2 separate regions of the Cyprinus carpio genome follow, and region 1 is linked to region 2. The links are chromatin contacts, called in public Hi-C maps. All regions are on one chromosome and are shown on one strand. Each heading gives the region's core, a stretch centred on a gene start, on an enhancer-like site or on the middle of the called end of the contact. The rest is flanking DNA. Distances are from core to core; before and after follow the strand shown.

Region 1 (4,389 bases), core at 393-2,892, 39 kb after region 2:
GGCAGCCTGTTCCCATAACCCAACAAAGAGGGAGCCAAAACAGAGAAAAGTGCAAAATGGGGGGAAACAGTGCTGTTTTGCATTCCAGAGACTATTCCAATCATCTGTCACCATGTTCAGTCTGTTCCTTTTAAGGCGAGGGCATTCCCCACATATTTTCCAAACACCACACTGTTATCAGATCCCGTTTCATGGCCAATTACTGACCCCACCACGCTTCACTGTCCGTGCTGCTATTCTGACAGCACATCACTCCATCATTCTGCATCCAGATCTTCCCTCAAGCTCTAACTCGTACATCTAAAGGTCAGAGCAATAAAACAAGGTCCCGAGTCACAATCTGACAGATTCTGTACTAAGCTGCATGCACATTGTAAGCTGAATCAGCCGAATGCGCAGCTGCCCTACAGTAGGCGTAGAAGCCTGGCCTGTGCGGTTGTGTTAATAAACGGGGCCATAAAATTAATTTAACAGTTTGCAATAAGTACAGAGCTTGCATTCTTTGCCGGTCGGGATTTACGGGTTCACTGCCAAAACGCAAACAGCAACAATCAAGAAGCTTCATAAATGCATCGCTTTAGTTAAACAAGCACTCAATGGTTCCCAGAAGAGAAATTTCCCAAAGCATCCAGTCTAAACCCCCCACCCCCTCAGCTCCGTCCCAAATCCCACAACAGACATGAATTAAACAATATAAGAATGTTCATGGCCGGTGATTCCACGCCACAAATATTTCGAGAAGAGAGTGTGGAGATGCGGGCAGCCAGAGAAAACTTTAAATCCATTTTGGACGATACCAAGGAGAATCTTAATGGGTTACAGCAGAATCCCTAAATCTAGACATGGGACAGTAGCTCCTATTTATGTAGACTACGGGATGCTTAAGAAGAGGTTACTTACGCAGAATCTCTCAAAAAAGATGCAAAAAAGCTGAAGATCCCTAAAAGAGTTTGATGCAATAAAAGTTTTATTGCAGCAAAGCACACTTAAAACCAATCCAGTCCGGTTCAAAAGAGTATCAAAACACCTTTTTTTTTTTATATATAATTTTGGCAGCTGTCAATCAACCCAGGCATTTTTCTAGAGATGCTGGCTTGTGTAGAGGAAAGAAATCCAGGCTGATTCGTAAATAAGATGCAAGAAGTATGCAAATGGTGGGTGTGGATAGAAAGGGGACAAGAAATAGGATTAAGAGACTTAAATGAACAACTCTCAAACACTCAAATAACAATCAACATGCATCAATGCACAAGTAGCCTATATTTATATGTATTCCAAACCTGAATTACACTAAAAGTGCAAACTAACATATAGCCTAATATTCAACATAGCCTAGGCTACTATAAAATGCATGCAATATAAGCCACGTTTATTTTTAACAAAAGACTTCAGTGAGACTGACGACAAATGGTTAATGTTTTATCAAGCAAGGAGGAAGAGTTGCTAATAAGTGCGTAAAGTTAGTAAACTCGCGTCCAAACATCTGGCGGTGACGGTAAAACTCACCTGCGCGCTGAGGCGAACGAAGTGTGCGTGCTTTGGATGTGCGGAGAAACCTGCAAAGAGAAAATGACTTGAGCTGTTTCCTTCACTCCCAAAATCTCCAGCGCTCTGTAACAGGACTCTGAGACTTTGGGAAGCTCCTCCCTTTAGAAGCCATTCACTCCATCCGACCTCCGCCTTCTTCACCCGCCGAAAGTAGGCCTACAGATGCAGATCCAGACTCGTCTGAAGCACTGGTAACACGATTTAATATCCTTACTCTCAACGAAGAAGCGAACACTACTGCAATTATAGTATTCTTATTAACTTATTATTTAATGTAGGAAAGTAAAATCTTAAATATATAACACAAGTGCCTTAATCCTCACTTTCAAACTCATTATATCCTGTTTTATTATATGTAGTAACGTTATGCCTGCAGCTGAAAAAATGGGAAAACTGATATTTGACAGCAACCTTGACCAAACAATGGTCACGTTGTCCTGAAGGGGTTTATTTTGCGCTTATTAAATGGCACGCACTAACTAAGTACATACGTGGACATACTGATTTGATTTTAAATTTTAATAGTGTTCCTGTGACTCATTTGGTAGAGCATTGCGTTAGCAGCGCAAAAGGTTGTGGGTTCGATTCCTAGAGAACACGTGTTAGGTAAAAAAAAAAATTGTTAGCCTGAATGCACTCTAAGTCCCTTTGGATAAAAGTGTCTGCTAAATGCATAAATGTAAATTGCTTACCTTAACGCTTCCGCGAAGAAAAATAGTCCATTACAATGAACAAAAAAAGTCGGTTTTAGCAACAAGAGGAAAACTTCAAGAATATTATTTACAGTAATATTTTAATACTTAAGTTATCTGAGGTAGTTTCAAGGTAATAGGTAACACTAGAGACTCTATATGTCACCAGTTGACAGAGTGAGCGCGGCGTGATACGAGGGACATGAAAGTAACGCCAGTTTCACTTAACCTAGTAATAATAGTAGTTATTAACGTATATTTTACATTACACATTTTAGCTGACTGCATTTTGTTTTGGATTACTATTGCCCTAACTCGTTTATTAGCCTACATTAATTTGAATGGAATAATTGTGTGGCCTGGCATTTTAACTCTTCAATAATCCCAATGATAATTCAGTAATCATGTAGCCCTAATCAATAAAAAGTTAACTGTAAAGTTTTTTATTATTATTATTATTATTATTTGATGAGGTCATTTATTAATTACCTCAAAAAATAAATATGATTACCAAAATAAAAGGCTGAGCCTCTATACTAGGGTACATTCAAGGATGTTTTGACCAAAAATGTGTGTGTAAGTGTATTGTGTGAGAATCAGACCACAGTATTAGAACTGAGGTCAGTGTGTGTGTGTGTGTGTGTGTGTGTGTCCTGGCAACATTAAAAAGAATGGCTGAAAATTGCATTCTTGAACTCTGGCAAATAAATCAAGCGAACGCCATCGAAGGAAAATTAGGATTTATTAGTTCTACACATGAGTCTGGTGAAACAGAAGTGCTTCACCTCAAAGTGTGAGGAAAATATCTCCCAGTATTTTCCCATGAATTGGAAACCGAGAGCAGTCAAATGTCGATTGCTTTGCCTGTAATTTGGTTACACAGGAGAAGTTGCCAGACATTTTTGGTCCTTTGATCTGAGGGCTTTGCCTGCACTATATTTGCCTGAAGATCTCAGAAGTTTACTTTTATAATGTACTCTGGTTTATAACATCAGGAAAAGACCTGAGATGACCTCAGATATTAATACGAGTTCCTGAAAATATTAGCCGCTTGCCTCAACTTGCACTAAGAAAGGGAATATCTAAAGATTGTCTCTCTCTATGGGAGCACATGAACTTGATTTAACCAGGACGTCTGAAGCATCGAGAGCTTAACATCACAGAGAATTGTAGGTGAACCCCAGGGTGCTAATATCTGCTCTGCTTTATATCTTTCAGGATGTGATTTCACATGACTCTTCATCTCTAATGGCCTCGTGCTTGTGGACACTGAAGATTTAAACTTCAATAACTTACCAAGCGAGACATTTTTAAATTTTTTACTATAAATAATGAACTGTACAAGGTATCACCTGTTGATTTTAATATACAGAAGATGAAGTATTCAGCATCTCGGTTATCAACTCGGTGAACCGAGGACGTTACAGAACAATCTGATGATTCTCCTTGATCTCTGAACTTCTCTCACATTGATCCTAAACCTTCCTGGCATTAAAAAGAGTGTGGCAGGATACAGTGAACCTTTGGAAGTCATTTTCCAGGGAGGAAGAACAATGTGCATCTAACATTGCCAAAGAGACAGCATCTGTATCCAATCTAAACCAAATCCATCTGCTAATCATAAAAATGAGAAACCTGCATTAATAGGATGGTAAAAAGATACTGCATGCTTTAAGATTATGCACAAAGCTTTCAAAATAACTTTGATCAACTTGAAAAACATTTAGATGGTGCTTTTTTTCTTTTTGATGTGTTTGGACAAATAAAAAACTTGCAGCATATGGGTACTTGCCACACAACATATCTACACACACACACACACACACACACACACACACACACACACACACATATATATATATATATATATATATATATATATATATATATATATATATATATATATATATATATATAAATGAAATAAATAAATTAGGTAAAATGTAAATGCATGTAAAAGGTAAAGTGCACCCCATTTTCTTTATTATTTCACAAATAAAAAATACACTTTAAAATTATTTTTTTTAATTTGTAAAAAAGAAAACTAAAAAAATGATAAAGTACATTTTACAAGAAAATGCTATTACAGTTTTTTAACTGTTTTTCATGTCTACAATTTTATTACAAACAATACCTCAATAATCATATG
Region 2 (4,153 bases), core at 729-3,228:
TGACAGACAGACAGACAGATAGATAGATAGATAGATAAATAGATAGATAGAGACAGGCAGATGGATAGATAGATAGACAGAGAGATTATAGATAGATAGATAGATAGATAGATAGATAGATAGATAGATAGAGACAGGCAGATGGATAGACAGACAGAGAGAGAAATGATAGCTAGATAGATAGATAGATAGATAGATAGATAGACAGACAGACAGACAGATAGAGACAGACAGACAGATGGATAGATAGACAGAGAGAGATGATAGATAGATAGACAGACAGACAGAGACAGACAGACAGACAGATAGAGACAGACAGACAGATGGATAGATAGACAGAGAGAGATGATAGATAGATAGATAGACAGACAGACAGAGACAGACAGACAGACAGACAGATGGATAGATAGATAGACAGAGAGAGATGATAGATAGATAGATAGATAGATAGATAGATAGATAGATAGATAGATAGATAGATAGATAGATAGATAGATAGATAGATAGATAGATAGATAGATAGAGACAGGCAAATGGATAGACAGACAGAGAGAGAGATGATAGATAGATAGATAGATAGATAGATAGATAGATAGATAGATAAATAGATAGACAGACAGACAGACAGAGACAGAAAGATGGATAGATAGATAGATAGACAGACAGAGACAGACAGATGGATAGATAGATAGATAGATAGATAGATAGACAGACAGACAGACAGAGACAGACAGATGGATAGATAGATAGATAGATAGATAGATAGACACAGACAGGCAGATGGATAGATAGACAGACAGAGATGATATGATAGATAGATAGATAGATAGATAGATAGATAGATAGATAGATAGATAGATAGATAGATAGATAGATAGATAGATAGATAGACACAGACAGGCAGATGGATAGATAGACAGACAGAGATGATATGATAGATAGATAGATAGATAGATAGATAGATAGATAGATAGATAGATAGACACAGACAGGCAGATGGATAGATAGACAGACAGAGATGATATGATAGATAGATAGATAGATAGATAGATAGATAGATAGATAGATAGATAGATAGACAGATAGAGACAGACAGACAGACAGATAGAGACAGACAGACAGATGGATAGATAGACAGAGAGAGATGATAGATAGATAGATAGACAGACAGACAGACAGAGACAGACAGACAGACAGATGGATAGATAGATAGACAGAGAGAGATGATAGATAGATAGATAGATAGATAGATAGATAGATAGATAGATAGAGACAGGCAAATGGATAGACAGAGAGAGAGATGATAGATAGATAGACAAACAGACAGACAGAGACAGAAAGATGGATAGATAGATAGATAGATAGACAGACAGAGACAGACAGATGGATAGATAGATAGATAGATAGACAGACAGACAGAGAGACAGACAGATGGATAGATAGATAGATAGATAGATAGATAGATAGATAGATAGATAGATAGACAGACAGACAGATAGACAGACAGACAGACAGACAGAGAGATGATAGACAGACAGACAGATAGATAGAGACAGACAGAGAGATAGACAGACAGGCAGGCAGACAGATAGATAGATATATTGAGAAGGAGAGACTAATAGATATTTTGATTTGCACTAATATATTAGTATATTAATATTTCTTACAAAATTATGTATTTCGGATAGATGCATATGGTGATGGGTGGATGGACAGATTACCTCCTATTTTTTTGCTAAATACCTTTAATATTACTAAATAATAGGAATTCTATGGGCAGTAAAGCTGTCTACATTGTTCTTTCAGAGGTAGGACTGCTGTTCAAGGCAAACGGTTATGTGCTAACAACAAAATGTAAACAGTTGCATCACTGAATGAGGGACGAGTCAACATAATTGTCTGTGGTTATCAACTACGTGCCACAACTTGTTTTGAAAGCAGAACATTCTTTATCCAACCCGAAAAGTACTCTGAATACTTCAGATTATTAATTGATGTAATTAATCTTATTGTTTGTCCCCTTATGGAAACGTTTGTGTATAGAAGCTGAATAACATGTTTTCAAGAAAGGTCTGCGAGGAGTTAAAGTAGAAGCGATCACCTCTTCTGTGCTGATCTGTTGAGAAATTCTGCCCTCTCACCGATCTGGGAAGAGAAATCAAACAATGGATAGATTTAAGAAAGGTCACTGCTTTGGTCATGAGGAACACACACGTAAAAATGCACACACACACACACACACAGATGCGACTGTATGTCAGACTTGGCTATTCTGAGAGGCAAGAGACTAGCCTGTTCTTTTCAGTATGAAACTGACACGGGGCCAGGAAAAGCAGGGCCCTTTTCAGCCCTCTCTCTCTCTCTGTGGGAACCGTGGCCTGTGTTTAAAAAATACTAAAACAGGGCAAAGAGTTCCTAAAAAGCAACAACAAAAAAAAAACAAAAAACACACATACACAGCCCAAAAGCATCTCGCAAAAATCCACCCCCCCACCCAACCCCCCCTCCAACTGAATGTGGGAGTTCCTAAAATACTCCTCAGCAGGAAATTCCCCATTCTCAGGCACGTTTGAAACAGCTCCGTTAGAATGCGGTTACAGTAATCCTATTAGTCTAATGGTCTTCCTGCGTCCCCCCAGAGTTCACGTCTTGAGGAGCGCAGCTCGGCTTTATCTCACAGAAACACAGCTGCGCCATTTTGTATTTTTGTAAAAGATGGATTCTTAAGGGAAGGGAAGAAAAGAACTGTCTTTGAAAAACCACTGATGACAGGAAACCCGTATTCGAACATGCAAAAACCAGGAAAAGAATTTGGAAATGAGATGTATGGCATCAAAGAGCACCACAACTACAATATAGTGATGTGATACAAATTATTATTTTGTTATAATCCATAACCTATATTATGGCTGATATTACAGCGGTTTAATATTAAACTTATCTGTCTACCACAAAATAGGAGTTTAAATCACACAAATGCATCACACAGCATGCAGTACATACAGTGTACATGATGACAAAGCAGATCTGTGAACGTATCATCTGCGCATGATGAATAGAAGGAAAGGGTTTTCTTTCAGCACAGATATTACAAAGTAGATAGCACAAGAAATGTATGTCATTTATAAAACTTTAAAAAAATATATTTTTTACCATGGTAAGCACAGTGTCCACCAAAATACTATAGTTACTACATTTATTTGTGAATTAATAAATAAATAAGATTGAGATCTGTCAGTGACGTGGCCTAGTAGTTAGTGCTTGCATTATTTTTACATTTATAAGAGAAAGTATACATTTTAGGTTCATTATATTATATTATATTACATTATTTTTGTATATATAATATAATATATCAAACATTTTGAATCTTGAATAATTTGTATGTATTTATAAATATACAAGAATTATATCATATTATACTATATATATATATATATATATTATGATAACATAATAATTAAACTATAATTTATACTATATATGATTTATATTTATTACATATTAATTATAATAGCCTATAATTATTTTATAATTAGAAATACATAAAAATATTCAGGAAATTAGAAAAATGTCTGAAATACAGTTATCATTAAGGATATAATATATTAAAATAAATGTCTAATAAAAACAGATTTAAGAATACATACAAATTATTCACAAATTGAAAAATATTTCATATCCATTCTTGTCATTACAATTATATAAATTATGAAATTCATATAAGATCTCCTTCAGAAGCTTTTTAAAGCTTAATTTCAAATTTTGATGACAGAAGTGGCTAACACCATATTACTTTTTTAAGTACAAACAATAACTCTAGTAACTATGTTACTTTGGGGAAAATGGTAACAAAGGGGGTCATTCCCTTTAAACTAGCACGTACAAGCTTCAGTGCACACCAGCTGCATCAACACACAATCATCAAGCTGTTGTCCTCCTCATTATGTTTACAAGATATGGCAGATAATTGCTTTATCATGGGGACAGTGTGTGTGTGTGTGTGTGTGTGTGTGTGTGTGTGTATGTGGGTGAGAGAGAGAGGGCAGCAGCTGACCTTCAGTGAGGATCCTCTGGGACTGACACACTTAAAGGGCTTCTTGGCCTCTCCGTCCACAAAATCCTCCACTTTCTGCCTCTTCTCGGCCGCCTC

The links. A called contact is a pair of places that touch in the nucleus more often than the background predicts.
Region 1: a contact with region 2 is called in a Hi-C map of liver, with 6 times the contacts expected there. The contact joins the promoter of LOC109046893 here to the enhancer-like site in region 2. A contact is called at or near these places in 6 of 8 Hi-C or Micro-C datasets (liver and skeletal muscle).

What each region holds. Positions count from the first base shown.
Region 1 is chrB4:5,023,211-5,027,599 of ASM1834038v1, forward strand. LOC109046893 (non-muscle caldesmon-like) reads right to left here and starts at 1,643. Exons shown (of 17, transcript XR_006154615.1): 1 at 1,507-1,643.
Region 2 is chrB4:4,984,138-4,988,290 of ASM1834038v1, forward strand. LOC109046893 (non-muscle caldesmon-like) reads right to left here. Exons shown (of 17, transcript XR_006154615.1): 9 at 4,058-4,153; 10 at 2,102-2,145. Among protein-coding and RNA genes, the nearest start is that of LOC109069510, 12 kb to the left of the region's middle. Within about 2 kb of position 1,979, at least 2 of the 8 cell types and tissues checked have an H3K27ac peak or open chromatin away from gene starts, as enhancers often do. A contact at or near this core is called in liver, where this site is marked.